Linked DNA regions of Sus scrofa: all the other regions are linked to region 1. The links are chromatin contacts, called in public HiChIP or PLAC-seq maps. All regions are on one chromosome and are shown on one strand. Each heading gives the region's core, a stretch centred on a gene start, on an enhancer-like site or on the middle of the called end of the contact. The rest is flanking DNA. Distances are from core to core; before and after follow the strand shown. Region 1 holds the start of ZCCHC6 (terminal uridylyltransferase 7). Region 2 holds the start of AGTPBP1 (cytosolic carboxypeptidase 1). Region 3 holds the start of NAA35 (N-alpha-acetyltransferase 35, NatC auxiliary subunit).

The links. HiChIP or PLAC-seq counts read pairs in DNA pulled down with a chosen protein or histone mark.
Region 2: a contact with region 1 is called in an H3K27ac HiChIP or PLAC-seq map of alveolar macrophages. The contact joins the promoter of AGTPBP1 here to the promoter of ZCCHC6 in region 1. A contact is called at or near these places in 1 of 5 promoter capture datasets (fetal liver), 5 of 47 Hi-C or Micro-C datasets (embryonic fibroblasts, heart right ventricle, omental adipose tissue and 2 more) and 2 of 2 datasets of contacts at active chromatin or transcription factors (alveolar macrophages and skeletal muscle).
Region 3: an H3K27ac HiChIP or PLAC-seq map of alveolar macrophages shows a contact between it and region 1. The contact joins the promoter of NAA35 here to the promoter of ZCCHC6 in region 1. A contact is called at or near these places in 2 of 5 promoter capture datasets (fetal liver and liver), 2 of 47 Hi-C or Micro-C datasets (fibroblasts and skeletal muscle) and 1 of 2 datasets of contacts at active chromatin or transcription factors (alveolar macrophages).

Annotation. Positions count from the first base shown.
Region 1 is chr10:28,992,817-28,997,895 of Sscrofa11.1, forward strand. It overlaps ZCCHC6 (terminal uridylyltransferase 7), which reads left to right and starts at 2,748. Exons shown (of 27, transcript XM_013989710.2): 1 at 2,748-2,904; 2 at 4,038-4,585. The coding sequence starts at 4,069.
Region 2 is chr10:29,438,244-29,443,322 of Sscrofa11.1, forward strand. It overlaps AGTPBP1 (cytosolic carboxypeptidase 1), which reads left to right and starts at 1,907. Exons shown (of 25, transcript XM_013989714.2): 1 at 1,907-2,107. LOC110255596 (serine/arginine repetitive matrix protein 3-like) reads right to left here and starts at 2,098. Exons shown (of 2, transcript XM_021064272.1): 1 at 1,560-2,098. The coding sequence starts at 2,098.
Region 3 is chr10:29,320,295-29,325,373 of Sscrofa11.1, forward strand. It overlaps NAA35 (N-alpha-acetyltransferase 35, NatC auxiliary subunit), which reads right to left and starts at 2,415. Exons shown (of 23, transcript XM_021064637.1): 1 at 2,253-2,415; 2 at 1,297-1,425. The coding sequence starts at 1,420.

The DNA.
Region 1 (5,079 bases), core at 1,498-3,997:
GTGGTGTAGGTTGCAGATGCGGCTCGGATCCCGCGTTGCTGTGGCTCTGGTGTAGGCTGGTGGCTACAGCTCCGACTCAGCCCCTAGCCTGGGAACCTCCATATGCTGCAGGAGCGGCCCAAGAAATAGCAAAAAGACAAAAAAAAAAAAAAAAAAAAAAGTAAAGGGAGAGGGTTTATAGCTATTGCAAGGACTCAGCTTTCACTCCGAGAGAAACAGGGAGCTACTGATGGGCTTGGAGGGGAAAATTATAATCGTGCTCAAACTTTAATGTGAGTTTTCGGGCAATCGTGTTGAGAACAGATAAAGAAGGACAGAGGTGAAAGCTGATAGCAACGAGGCAGGGAAGCAATGGTGACTGACATCTGGTTGGGAGGTGTGGAGGGAGTAAGAAGTCACTGACTCTGCACATACTTGAAGGAGGAATCAACATAATTCCCTAATGTCCAACAATAATCTGTATCGAGGTTGCAAAGAACAAAAAGCCTTACTTGAGGTCTTAGGCAATGCAGCTGAGCAGACAGAGATTCAGACACAGATTCAGGTAAAACCTCAAGTGTCCTGGAGAAGAGAGAGGGTCAGGGGCTTATAAAAGCAAAAGCAATGGAGTTGTTAAAGTTCATGCAAGGTTGTAAAAATTCTTGCAAGAATTATGATTGGCTCTGATGCAAAAAGGAAATATTTGTCTTTAAAGGGTAAGTTGTCATGAGTTATTTAGGATAAGGGTCTGAAAAATTATCTTGGGTTTCTGGAATACTGTGCAGATGTTTTGGATGCCTACGTGAAGATAATAAGTGGTCAAAAGTTCAGATTCCAGCTGAGCTGAAACGTGCTGTTAGGTCTCACTTCCTTAATGGTCTCCCTGCTCCATTTTAGAGTTCTCTTAGCTAGCTACATTGACTCCATTTTTACTTCCCGATCCCACTAACAAAGGGGATTAAAAAGCCCTAGGAAAAAAACCTGGCTGACAAAACTATGACTCCAACCCTTACACTGCTGACTTCATGGCCCTATGTGAAAAAGAGCACTGGGTTTGACGAGGGTAGCCTGTCAAGAAGATATTAAGCTTCTGGTTCAGGAGACAAGACACACAGGAACTCATGGAGCAGTGTTTCTGTCCTCTAAAGCTCACAGCTGCCACATTTCTGCTCCTAGTTTTTGGAAATACCTCTGGACTGTAGAGCAATCACCACAAAGATTCTGAGAAACTGAGTCGTCCCTCCAATGACATCCAAATAAAGCATCAAACCAAATGTTTCCACTGGATTTTACAGATCCCTGTGACCAATTTAAGTTCCCATTACAGTACAATACGGACAAAAAGAGATATTTTATCTGTCAATATCTTTTGATTAGCACTGTGTCTTGTTTTACAGAGCCTCATTTAGCCTCAAGGGGAATCTTAAAAGCACATTCTGAATAGAAGTTAGGCTTTGGGAAACACACTGAAGAAAACGCAAATAAAAAATATTAAAGCCTTAAAAAGCATTATCAACTGCTACTCTAAAATTCTAGACACTTGAGGCTGATGTTTCCTGAACCAGTTCTTCCATACAGTATTCCCTGACTGGGTGTGGTAGCATTAGTATTGCATATAATAAATGTAATCATGTATCATCACGCTTTTTGGACTCTATAAAAACACCACTGTCAGCCTGTTGAAAAGATTGGCTTGATTGTCACGTATATTCAGAACCAAAGCATCTAGATAAGGCATTATACAGAAGTTGTACCTACCTGTTTTAAATTACCTTTAGTATAGACAGTGGTTAAGAAGAGACTCTGCTTCATTAGGGTTTGGATTCCAGCGGTGCCATTTACTTCACCACAAACTCTATTTCTCCACCTTTAAAGTGAGGATAATGATATTCTAGAGGAGTTGTTGTGCGGATTAAGTGAGTAATTACTTGTAAAGCTGTCAGAACAGTGCCTTGGCAACAGCCAGTATTAATGTGCTCCTTTTAAGACCATTATCCCTCCAGAATCTCATGGATTTAAATTTGAATGCTCTTAAAAAGCAGAGAAATCAAAGCTGTCACATTTTTTCAACGCTCTAATTTTATTAGTTGCTCGAGGCTTTCGAAGTATTTAGAACAAGGCAGATAGCATTGACGGTAACAGTCAAAACAAAAAGAGGGGGGAAAAAACCCACCCAGGTCGTTTGCTAGTTTCATTTAAAAAATTCTCTGTTCAAAAATTCTAGTATGACCGTCCTTGGTTATCCTTTGCGATTATACATTTTCTTCAAAACACGGTTTTGTTTTTAAGAGAAGTTAATCTGAGGACTAAGAAAAAAGCACAGCATTTCCCTTGAACACACTGAGATCTGGGTGTACAGTGGAAGCTTAAACGCTGGCGTTTCTAGAGGGTCGGCAATTAAGACCTCACTGAGACATTCATTCCCTCGAATTACCAAAATTGAAAAACCAGGAAGAGCGCCACGAGGCCTCAGATCCAGACTAAACTTTCCCTGGAAGCAACAAGGAGCACCCAGAGGAGAAGCCGAGCCTCCGAGTATATCCAGGCCCTGACTGCGGCCTCTGCGTCTCTCTCGGAGAACGAGAGGCTTCTTTCTCTCCTCTGCCCCGCGCTTTTGCGAGAACAGCAAGCGGGCCAAGCGACGAACGCACGCAGCAAACAAGAGTGGAGTGCTAGCTGTCAGAACACGACCCGACGTCCCACCCGGAAAGCGCCTGCGCGCAGGAGGCTGCGGCGGCGGCGGAAGCAAGAGGGGCGGGGCGGCGGGCGTTTCCGGCGTGCGCGGCTGAGCGCTCGGGCGGAGGCAAGGCCGGCTCCCAATCGCGCACAATGAGACAGCGCTGAGCGCCGGAAGTGGGGCTGAAGGAAAACACGGAGAGGGAGCCTGGTCGGGACAGGAAGAGGCGGGGGACCGCGGCGGAGGTGGTGAGTGCTCCCGGGCGCCTTTTCGCCTGTGTCTTTCTCAGTTTCGCGTCTGGGGTGGGTCTCCGGTGGGTTCTCGGGTCTCCGGAGTAGCGGGCGGGCCCAGGAGGGGAGATACGTTGGCTTCATCCTCTGCCGTCCTCCTCGCCCTAGTTGTGAGGACCCGGGAGCCCCCGGGCCGGTGGGGACTGAGCTCTCGGGCTGGAGTCCGCATCTTCACTTTGTGTCAGACCCTACGGGGACTAGAGAAGCAGGAATCTCGGTGGAGGCACTCGCTCCCGGCCCCCTGTTTTGCCGGGGGGACCCCGGAACCCTATCGAGGAGGCAGGTCACTTCCTGCTTCCTGGTCCCCGCGGTGGCTTCGTGGCCAGGAGTGCGGAGACGCCTCCTATTTCTCCGCCTCCGACCCGAAGAGTGGAAACTGAGGCAGATCGGAGGTGGGGCTGTCACATGGGGATCGAAGAGGGAGAATTTCTGTTCGTGACAAAACCAAACTTGTTTGGAGTTGAGGATGAGGACTGGGCAGGTTAGCTGGACTTGTCCATCGGTCGGAAAGCCAGCCCCTCTGACCAGAGCGGAGCCTTGGTCGGGAGCCCAGCCCCTCCGAAGCCCAAGCTATAGAAGTCGGGCCTTCTGAACAGTGGTGAGCGGAGCGGAGGCCCCGGGATACCGAGAAGGGATGGAAAAGTGGCGATAAGATGTACTACTTCACAAAGTTTCGGTTACTTTGTATAACACTTAAAAATAATTGTCAGCTTGTTTTTAAAAGACCGTTTGGGGAGTTCTCTAAAGTATAGGCTTAGGGTGAAGTTTGTTTTTTGTTTTGTTTTGTAAGAAGAGCCTTAGTTATATGGGTAAAAAGTCAACCAGCTTGTCATGAGTGACAGTGTTTTTATTCTCCAATTTTTAAGACAGACTCATAGATTTAATCTTTATGTTAAAGAACGAGTACTAATTTCATGAAGAATATTATGGTATTAAGCCTCCTGACTTCTAGCATAATGCACTGACTATTGGAATGTGACGGAAATTAGGAAAAGAAGAGTTTTCTTACAGGCTTTTGAGCATCTTGCAATAACTGTGGTATTTTGTGTACTTGGCATGATATCCTATAATAGTTTGATACCTTCTTATAGGTGCAGAGTAAGAAAATTGAAGTCAAAGACCATGGGAGATGCTGCCAAACCTTATTTTGTGAAGCGTGCTAAAGAGCGAGGGACTACTGATGATGAAGATTTCAGAAGGGGTCACCCCCAACAAGATTATTTAATAATGGATGATTATGCTAAAGGCTATAGCAGTAAAATGGAAAAAGGCCCTCCCAAAAAAAAATTAACACCAGGGAACTATGGGAATACCCCCAGAAAAGGACCATATGCTGTTTCCAGCAATCCATATGCATTTAAGAACCCAATTTACAGTCAACCTGTTTGGATAACTGATAACCACAAAGATCAGAGTAAGAGATGGCTATCTGATGAACTTGGTAATGCAGACAGTTGGAGAGAATTCAAACCTGGACCTAGAATTCCTGTTTTAAACCGACCAAGAAAAGACTCTTTTCAAGAAAGTGAAGATGTATATAGGTGGCAAGATGGAAGAGGCTGCAGAACTGTAAGACGATTGTTTCATAAAGACCTGACAAGCCTGGAGACCATGTCAGAAATGGAAGCAGGAAGCCCTGGTAATGTTTCCACCCTGTCAGGTTACAACCCTGAAGTCAACAGGATTGTGACTGAAGTCAGTTTTCTTTCTCATTCAGATGAGTTTTACTATTTTCAGCAATGCAGTTCCAGTTTTTCATAGTTTCTGCTTATTTAATATGATTAAGGACCATGTTTTTTGGGTAGCTTCAACACATTGCGTGTATTGGTTCATTTCAAAGTTTACCACAGGCTCATTTTACTTTAGTAAAAACATATTTCCGGAGTTCCTGTTGTGGCGCAGCAGAAATGAATCCAGCTAGGAACCATGAGGTTTCGGGTTTTGATCCCTGGCGTCAGTCAGTGGGTTAAGGATCCGGCACTGCCATGAGCTGTGGAGTAGGTCACAGACATGGCTTGGATCCCGAGTTGCTGTGGCTGTGGCGTAGGCCGGCAGCTGTGGCTCTGATTGGACCCCTAGCCTGGGAACCTCCATGTCCTGTGGGCGCTGCCCTAACAAGCAAAAAAAAAAAAA
Region 2 (5,079 bases), core at 657-3,156, 440 kb after region 1:
TTTCCCAAATTAGTACAAAGTTAAAATAAGCAAACATTTATTGAGTGCCTGCAAGGCACGGGCTAGACTGATTTGAAGAATTTCAGTTCAATGAATATCATTTTATGGTCAGACTCTGATCTATATCACACAATTAATTACGTTGAGTTTTATATACCATAATAAGGCATGTTGAGAAAGCTGAGGAACCAACAGGGATTGGTTCTGCTTTTTACTTAGTTGTGTGGTTTAATTTACTGGGTCTGTGTCCTGGCCATCAAATCACACTAACAATACTTTATTAAAGTGAAATGCAAATTCTACACATTCACATTTATATCTATACCTTTCTGTATTACAGGTTAATATACTTAAGAAGATGCTTTATTTATTTATTTGTCTTTTTGGGGTAGCACCTGGGGCATATAGAGATTCCCAGGCTAGGGGTCAAATCGGAGCTGTAGCTGCTGGCCTACGCCACAGCTCATGGCAATGACGGATCCTTAACCCCTTGAGCAAGATCAGGGATCAAACCCGCAACCTCATGGTTCCTAGTCGGATTCATTTCCCCTGCGCCACGATAGGAACTCCCAGGAAGATGCTTTTTGATTAAAGTTTCATATGTGTCACATATATTTAAATTCTATAAAATGTTAAATGTTTTTAGATAATTAAGTGTTCTCAGACAATGCTTTCTAGACTGGATGGCTTGGGGTGGTAATTGTTCTAAAATTATTTAAAATGCTATAACCTACCTTTTGGTGCTCCTAATCAGGGAAACTATGGCATTTATAAAATGGCAGTTTCTTGTTCATCGTAGTAAAGACATCTGCCAAGGGCAAACTGCAGGCAGCACAGATGCTGCACCTTGGATTACCTTTGAAATGACCTTCGCACCTGCATAAGTTCTTTTAAATATGATGATAAGAAAATGAAACAAAAACCTCACAGCTCTCAATTTATTTCCCTATCCAGCTGTAATAATTTTACATTTCTTACCAGCTACTATAAACAGCAGCAAACGTGACCTATGCTCTGGAAAAAAAAAAGTAAATGTCAGTGTTTATTAAGAATACGTTATAATGTGTTCACATGCAGTCGAAACAGAAGAGAGTGAGTGTATCGGTATTTTATCTCTCTGACACATTATTTTGGCTCAGAGAAAACATTCCATCTTTGTCTTTAGTGGCTCATTCAGCATTACCATTTTTTTGTGACTATATGTACGCACGTTACAAAAAAAGCAAAAATTAAATCAGCATGAAATTTTGTTCCTTGCAGCACTAGGTATCTGATTTATTGAGGTATGACCACAAGGTAGAATTTCATTGTGTTCTGGGAGCCTGGCTGTGAGAGCTGATAGTCTTCACCCTATTAAGGACTCTCCCTGAGGTCAGTAAAAGGCTCTGTTCTACTGCGGTCCCCAAGGTCCAATGCCACCCCGGTACCACGTGCGTCGGAGAGTTAACAGCCACTGGTGTGGTGCTGCCAAAAGCCTCATAAGACTGTCGGGGTGGCTCCAGCTTAGTTCTAGGAAAAGGCGGAGGCTCTAATTGAGAGAGCAGAGCAAGGTGACTTACAGGACGCGGGCAGCCGCCGGGAGACCCATTTGGTCGGGTAGGGCGGCAGCTGCAGTGGACGACAGCCAGCGCCGCGAACAGCCGGGCTCCAGGATCCCGACCGCGTTTTCCCGGCTTCCAAACAACCGCGTTCGCCCCGCCCTCTCCTTTGCGCGCGCTCCCAGCTTCCCCACGCGCGCTCCCCGGGCCCCCGCCGCTTCTGCCCGCGCGTGACCCGCCCTCCCCGCCGGCGCGCGCCCATCTTGCACGCGCGCCCCGCGCTCCCTCCTGCCCGGCGCGCGCGAGCCGGCTGGCCTAGCAGTGCGGTGGGCGGGGCGCCGCGCTGACGTTGCCCGGGATGCGGGCAGGTTCCGCCGCCGCCGCCGCCGCCGCCGCCGCCACTGCTGCAGCCGCCTCCTCCTCGCCTGCCACCGGGGTTTGTATGAAAACACCCGGCGGCGGGCGGCGAGGAATCCGTCGTGAGCCGGGAGAGCAGCCGCAAGTGCTGCTGACGCCGAACTGGGTGCTGCGGCTCTGCCTGGTCCCTGCCAGCGCCCCATCCTGAGCCGGTGAGCGCCGCTCCGCTGTCCGCGCGTCCGGGCCAGCAGCCCCTCGCCCGCGACTTGCCCGGCTGCCCGCCACCCCTCTGCTCTCTCCGGCCGCGGCATCCTGGGGGCGGGAGAAGCCAGGGAGGAGCGGCCCTGAGCCCGCCGTGGTCTGTGCCCTGCCACCCCTCCGCCCCTTACCTGACAGGTTGTGTAACCCGTGTCTTTCGGGGGTGGACCCGGTCTTGAAGGGAAACGCCTGATGGATGGGGGCTTTGGCCGGTGTCTGGAAAACGTCCCACCCCGCCCCCACCCACGGACACTGGGAAGCCCCCGCCCCGGTCGCCCCCTTCCCGGTCGCCGCGGAGGATTCCTGGCGCGGTCTCCGAGCACAGGCGGCCACCCGTCCTGCCACCCCTTTCTCTCGGGCCCCAAGCGCCGGTGGCCTCGGTACAGCGCGGAGCAGAGCGGAGGGGCGGCGGGCCGGGGCCGGGCGCGCGCCCAGCCTCCCCACCCACCCCAGCACCCACCCTAGCTCTCACCCTCTAGGTGCGCTAGGCTTTCAGGTGGGATGTGGCGTTGGCGAGGCTTACTTCCTCTCAATGGGTGGCTTGACCTGAAGTGTCTTCTCTGCTTACAACTTGTCGCCTTGTGGGTTTGATTTGAACCTGAATCATCGCCCTAGATGACAGTGCAGTGTTTCCCTCCAGCCTTCCTTCCTGAGTTGCGGGTTCTTTATTGCAAGTATTCAGGGCCTCTTGCAACCCAGCGCAAAGGCTTGCGGAGCCCTATGGTGTGGTTTCCCTCCTGTACCTTTAAGTTTCTTAAAGTGCCAGTACGGTTTTGAATCGGTTAGTTTCCTTTCCTGGGCATTTTACTCATTATAGAATGGAGTTATAAAACATTGATGCAGAATGGCTTTTATACTTAAAGCCCATTTCTCGTTTTAAGATAGAGTCCTCAAGAGCCTGCAGGTGCACTGTTGATGACCTAATATGTTGTAAGATCCGGTAGAAATTTTCTTTGGCGGTATTACTTCTTTGTGGGTGTTTTTTTTTTTTTCCCCCCAGGTATTCACAATTATGGCAGAGTTTATGATGCACGACAGTTTATAGTTAGCAAGGACTTTAGCAGTCTTCTGGATCACTTATTTTCCTTTACCATTTATGTCCTCATTGGAATCTTTATATAAATGGAGTTATGTCTTTCTTTGTTAACCTCTGAATTCGTCTTATAAGTTGTCTTTTTTTCTTAATTCCCTGAGAAAGTCAGAAAGTTATTTTTGTAATGTATTGTGGAATGTTTTCAGTTCAGTAGGCCAAAAAAGTAGTAGTTTATTTAAGGCACCTTAAATGGTACATATTTTAAAACATGTGCCAAGTGTTCATCGAAACCAAGCAGAACCCTGAAAGCTCTATCAGCATTTTCTTGTGTAGTTACTGTGAGATAGTCAGCAGTGCCTTATCCACTTTTTCTCATTCTTAAGGCGGAGTTGTAACACGACTTGTTTTTTTTTTTTTTTTTTTTTTTTTTTTTTTTTTTTATATTAAATTTTATTTTATTTTCCCACTGTACAGCAAGGGGGTCAGGTTATCCTTACATGTATACATTACAATTACAGTTTTTCCCCCCACCATTTCTTCTGTTGCAACATGAGTATCTAGACATAGTTCTCAATGCTATTCAGCGGGATCTCCTTGTAAATCTATTCTACGTTGTGACTGATAAGCCCAAGCTCCCGATCCCTCCCACTCCCTCCCCCTCCCATCAGGCAACCACAAGTCTCTTCTCCAAGTCCATGATTGATTTTCTTTTCTGAGGAGATGTTCATTTGTGCTGGATATTAGATTCCAGTTATAAGTGATGTCATATGGTATTTGTCTTTGTCTTTCTGGCTCATTTCACTCAGTATGAGATTCTCTAGTTCCATCCATGTTGCTGCAAATGGCATGATGTCATCCTTTTTAATGGCTGAGTAGTATTCCATCGTGTATATATACCACATCTTCCGAATCCAATCCTCTGTCGATGGACATTTGGATTGTTTCCATGTCCTGGCTATTGTGAATAGTGCTGCAATGAACATGCGGGTGCATGTGTCTCTTTTAAGTAGAGCTTTGTCCGGATAGATGCCCAAGAGTGGGATTGCAGGGTCATATGGAAGTTCTATGTATAGATTTCTAAGGTATCTCCAAACTGTTCTCCATAGTGGCTGTACCAGTTGACATTCCCACCAACAGTGCAGGAGGGTTCCCTTTTCTCCACAGCCCCTCCAGCACTTGTTATTTGTGGATTTATTAATGATGGCCATTCTGACTGGTGTGAGGTGGTATCTCATGGTAGTTTTGATTTGCATTTCTCTTATAATCAGCGATGTTGAGCATTTTTTCATGTGTTTGTTGGCCATCTGTATATCTTCTTTGGAGAAATGTCTATTCAGGTCTTTTGCCCATTTTTCCATTGATTGATTGGTTTTTTGCTGTTGAGTTGTATAAGTTGCTTGTATATTCTAGAGATTAAGCCCTTGTCAGTTGCATCATTTGAAACTATTTTCTCCCATTCTGTAAGTTGTCTTTTGTTTTCTTTTGGGTTTCCTTTGCTGTGCAAAAGCTTTTCAGTTTGATGAGGTCCCATGGGTTTATTTTTGCTCTAGTTTCTATTGCTTTGGGAGACTGACCTGAGAAAATATTCATGATGTTGATGTCAGAGAGTGTTTTGCCTATGTTTTCTTCTAGGAGTTTGATGGTGTCCTGTCGTATATTTAAGTCTTTCAGCCATTTGGAGTTTATTTTTGTGCATGGTGTGAGGGTGTGTTCTAGTTTCATTGCTTTGCATACAGCTGTCCAGGTTTCCCAGCAATGCTTGCTGAATAGACTTTCCTTTTCCCATTTTATGTTCTTGCCTCCCTTGTCAAAGATTAATTGACCATAGGTGTCAGGGTTAATTTCCAGATTCTCTATTCTGTTCCATTGGTCTGTCTGTCTGTTTTGATACCA
Region 3 (5,079 bases), core at 1,165-3,664, 330 kb after region 1:
CAGAAGCCATCAAGGTATGAATCCCTCCACCCTTCCTCCTCACCCACTTAGAAATATACCTGTATCATCACCATCCTAACCTCCGTTCCCCCTCACTATGTTCCGACTTTTTTCCCTCAGGTTAATTTCTCTACCTTGTTCCTGATTCCATCCTCTCTTAAAGTTCCAGCCCTCACTCTATCATTTGTTCCTTTCTCTTATCTTTATTCTTGCCGAGACGCTTTCCCCTCAAACAACAAACATGCTCACTTCGCCAATCATTTATGCCCAAGCATTTGAACTTGACTATGTGCCAGGCAATGTGCTATGCACCAGGATTATTGACAGGATCTCTGCATTCACAGAGCTCATATTTCAGTGGGTAAAGGTGACAATAAACAATAGTTGAAAATGGTTTCCAACAGTGGATAAGTGCTATGAAGAAAATAAAACAGGGTGATTCAACTGAGGTGGAGTTGAATAAAAAAGAATGAGGGAGTTCCCATTGTGGCTCAGCAGCTTATGAACCCGACTAGTATCCATGAGGACGTCAGTCTGATCCCTGGCCCCACTCAGTGAGCTGTGCTATAGGTTGCAGACGTGGCTCAGATCTGGCGTAGGCCAGCAGCTGTAGCACTTGATTCGACCCCCAGCCTGGGCACTGCCACATGCCGCAGGTGCAGCCCATGAATCTGCTTTGATTGGTTGTTTTCTGAAAATCTCACTGTGAAGCTAACATTTAAGTGGTCAAGAAGAAGCCTGTGATGTGAACACCTGGGGAACCGACCCTGATGTGTTTATTAAGGATCTTGGGACCAACGTAATGAGCCCAGTGGAGCAGTGGTACAAAAAACAGTCTGAGCTGTTGGCAGGCACCAGATCATATTGGCCACAGGGAAGAAGTTTAAATTTTATTCTACATACAGCAGGAAGCCAACGGAAGATCTTAAGCTGGGAAATGATGTGATGTGACCATTTTCAAACCTCAAATATACACAAACACTATTGTCTTTGGGGCAACAGAATTCCTATTTCCGCAGTTTGAAATTATTGCTATGTACTCTCAAACTTATTAAAGTTAGAACATGTTAACAGAAGAAACTGCCTCAATGTCTGTATTTCATGATATATATAAACTGGCTTCAAACAAAAGTTAAAATCAGAAAATAGAGAATGAGTGTGGTTAACAAGCTCAATAAACCGCACTTACCTGTTGATTTTCTTTTTCATTTACTGCTACAGTTTAGAAATCACAATCCACATTTCATTGCACCCTTTCTCAAATTTTGAACTTCTATTTCAAAACTTCAAACTCACCTCGACAAGCTTCTTCAAAATCTTGGGTTATGTCCACCCAGTTCGTATTGCTTTTTTCCATCTTTTCTGGTGTACTGAGCTCCCATCCTGAATCATCATCTTCTACAGAAGCTTTCATAACCATTATGCCTATAAAATTAATACTGGTGTAAAAGAGAGGATGTAGCTTTCAGGACAAGGGTACTGGCAAACCATGTGTGTCTGTTTAAGTACTGGATGAAAGTCTTACTAAACTGTCTGGGCAGAGCTCTTTTGAGTTTGTGGACGGTACTGTAAAAAATTACCTTAATGCAATTAAATTTCACGTTAATTAACACTACTGGTCCACCATCTACGAGGGCTCATAAACAAGTTTGCCTATTTCATAAGAAAAATCACAAACCATCCCAGCACTGGCCCAAAGAGAACCAACTCCACTGTTTCCAACTTTCAACGCTGGCCACAAATAACCAAGGCACTCTTCAAGGTCCCCTCTCGCAGCCCAAGACCCCATGCGGCAACCACTCAAGTCAAGGGGGTCCCTCCCCTACCGGAGCTTGCTGGATCAACCTCTCTCCGCTCGGCAGGACCCCAGCATGGCCTGTCCGGGGGGCACCGCACAAGGGAGCGCACCACGGGGTCCCAGCCATCGGGCTTAGGGCGGAGGTGCACCTGAAGCGGGGACCCGGCTCACCCGGGTCAGCCCGGCCCGGTCCCAAAGGCACGGAAGCAAGGACAGAGCTGCCGTCGCGCGGGAGGACGGGCATGCCCGGTGCCAGGTCGTCGCCCGGTAACACTGTGTAAGGCCGGGCCCTCGGCGGACACTGGGGAGCCCGTAGCTCCTACCTGAAGCGCGGCGGGAGGGCCGGGGCCGCAGGGTGACCTGGAGTCCCCCGGGTCTGCCACACGCGCGAGGGGCTGCGGCTGTCGGACACGGGTAGGAGGAAGTCTCAAGGGCTCCGCACGGTGGTTCCTACCTACTTCTCCCGTGGCCACTCGCGCCGCCACACAGTCCGAACCGCGGAAATAAAGACGCCGCCTCGGCTACTGCCGCCGCCGCCGCCGCCGCCGCCCCCTCCCCTCTCAGCCCAGCCCGACCATCCGCGTGCGCGCATGCGTACGCCCAGTGCGCGCGACCCCGCCTCCTCTCCCTCACGCCAGGGGACTTCGCGCTCCCGGCCACACCCCCTTCCTAGCCACTGCCGTCATTCGGCCGTTGGAGGCCATCTTCTCTTCTCGCGAGATTAGAGGCAATCGCAAGACCGGAAGCTATCTTCCTCCTCCAGCCTTGGGCAGCGACCTGGTTAGTGGGTGGGTCCCAGTAAGGGGCGGAGCCTGGGGACCCAGAGCCCGCCCCGCCTCGTCCCGCGCAGCTCCCTGGGAAATTCTTAGAAAGGTGAAGAGAATCAGGAGGAAGGAGTGGAAGTAGGTGTGGACCCTTGATGTTGGGGCTGTGAATGAAGAGCTCAGCTCTGAAAGCTCCGTCGAGTTGGTTTTGCCTGACACTTGATTTATGTTTCCTAGAGAATCTGGGGAGTTCATGAGGAAGAATGGAAACAAAATATCAGCAGAATCAAGTCATTTTCTTTTAGACCCATTACATGGTTTAAAGCTTTCCTAAAATTAGTAAAATGATCATTTTTAAAGTGCAATTAAATAAGTAGACTACTACGGGTAGGAAACAAAATGCATCTTTACCACCACGTTGCCAATAAAATGGCTAAAGTTTAAGAGATGATACCCAATGTTGAGGACACAGAACAGTTGGAGCTCCAATTTGCTGGAGCTGGAACTCAGATGTTGCTGATGGGGAATGCAAAAGGATACAACCTCTTTGATAAACAGTTCATCTTTTACTATAAAATTAATCATGCACTTACAAGACCAAGCCATTGGTCCACACAAAAACTTGTACATTAATTTTTGTAGCTTTAAAGACCAAAAACTGGCAACAACCTTAATGAGCAGATAAACAACTTGTGGCATATCCATACGATGATGTGTAATTATTCATATAATGAATAGTAGTTATTGACAAACAGGGATGAGTACTTGACATGCAAAAATATGAATCTCAAAAAAATTCTGAGCAAAGGAAATCATTATGGGAGTTCCTGTTGTGGCTCAGGAGGTTAAGAACCTGACTAGTTTCTATGAGGATGTGGGTTCGATTGCTAGCCTCACTCAGTGGGTTAAGGAACCGGTGTTGCCATGAGCTGTGGTGTATGTTGCAGACATCACTCGGATCCTGCATTGCTGTGGCTGTGGTATAGGATGGTAGCTGCAGCTCCAAATTTGACCCCTAGCCCGGGAACTTCCTTGTGCTGCAGGTTCTGCCCTAAAGAGGGAAAAAAAAAAATCAGTATGAGCAAAAGACTAGACTATAATTTTATATGTAATTTTTAAAAAGACAAATTTAATCTGTAATGACAGAAAACAGAGCAGTGACTGCCAGAGCGGGAGGAGGTGTGAGGCAGGATTAATTGGAATATGGCTAAGTGATTGGAAGGGATGGAAATGTTCAAATCTTGATCATGGTAGTGGTTATATGGCTAAATTCATTTGTAAAAGTTCAGTGAAGTACACACACGTGTGCATTTTACTGCGTGCAAATCAAACTTCAATAAAGTTGACTTTAAAAATGAAAAATACAAAGAAGTTCCCATTGTGATTCAGCAGGTTAAGAACCTGACTAGTAGCCATTAGGATGTGGGTTCGATCTCTGGCCTTGCTCAGCGGGTTAAGGATCTGGCATTGCCACAAGCTGTGGTGTATGCTGCAGATACAACTCAAGTGACTGTGGCATAGGCCTGCAGCTGCAGCTCCATTTGATCCCTAGCCTGGGAACTTCCATATGCCACAGGTACGGCCCTAAAAAGAAAAAATAATAAATAAATAAATAAATAAGTACATCTTTATGTCTCGTATAGAATAGTATGTTTCCTAAGGGTAGGAGGTTTGCCTGTTTTGACCAAATTTGTATCCCCAGCATTAAGAGCAGTGGTTGGAATGTAGTAGGTACTCACCAAATACATTGAAGATGAGAATGTAGACAAGAATTACAGCAAAACAAATGTAAAGTCTTTCTTCCAAAATATTTGATGATCTGTGCAGAGGCCATAAGAAATCTAGAAAAGGATGAACTGACTGCAGGTGAGTTATTCAGAATTATGTATAGATTGTGACAAAAACCAATACGATGCATTAAAAAACAAAAACAAAACACTAAATTTTGGAATGCTTCCTAACTAAAAAAAAAAGAAGAAAATGAAAAAGAAAAATCACCAGAACAAAATAGGCAAGTGGATTTCTTTATTCTTAATTTCTTCACTAAAATTGTAATTTATTTGAAATTCAAATTTATTTTCACAAGTTCTAATTACCTCTCTGCTTTAAAAACCATTTTCCCTGAAAAGGAGAGGTTTAATTTATGATGACATCCATATGTTTCAGTGTTGAAAACTGCTCATCATTTTTCACATTAGATAGACTACATGATGAATTAATGAATCCAAAGGAACCAACTGATAAATAGTTGGTCTACATAAACAAGCCTGTAGATTGGCATTTTTGGAGGGCTGGAAACTAATTGCTATGAGTCTAAATCTTGACTTGTAAAACCCCAAGTATTCCAGGCATAAACACTTGTGTTGAGAGGAAATTTAGCTTGATGTCATCACATTGAACTGATGCCAGGGACCAATATAACATGGTTTTGATGTTTGAATGTATTCAGGTTTTTTTGTTTTTGTTTTGTTTTTTTGGTTTTGTTTGGTTTTGTTTTGTTTTGGGGTTTTTTTTGTT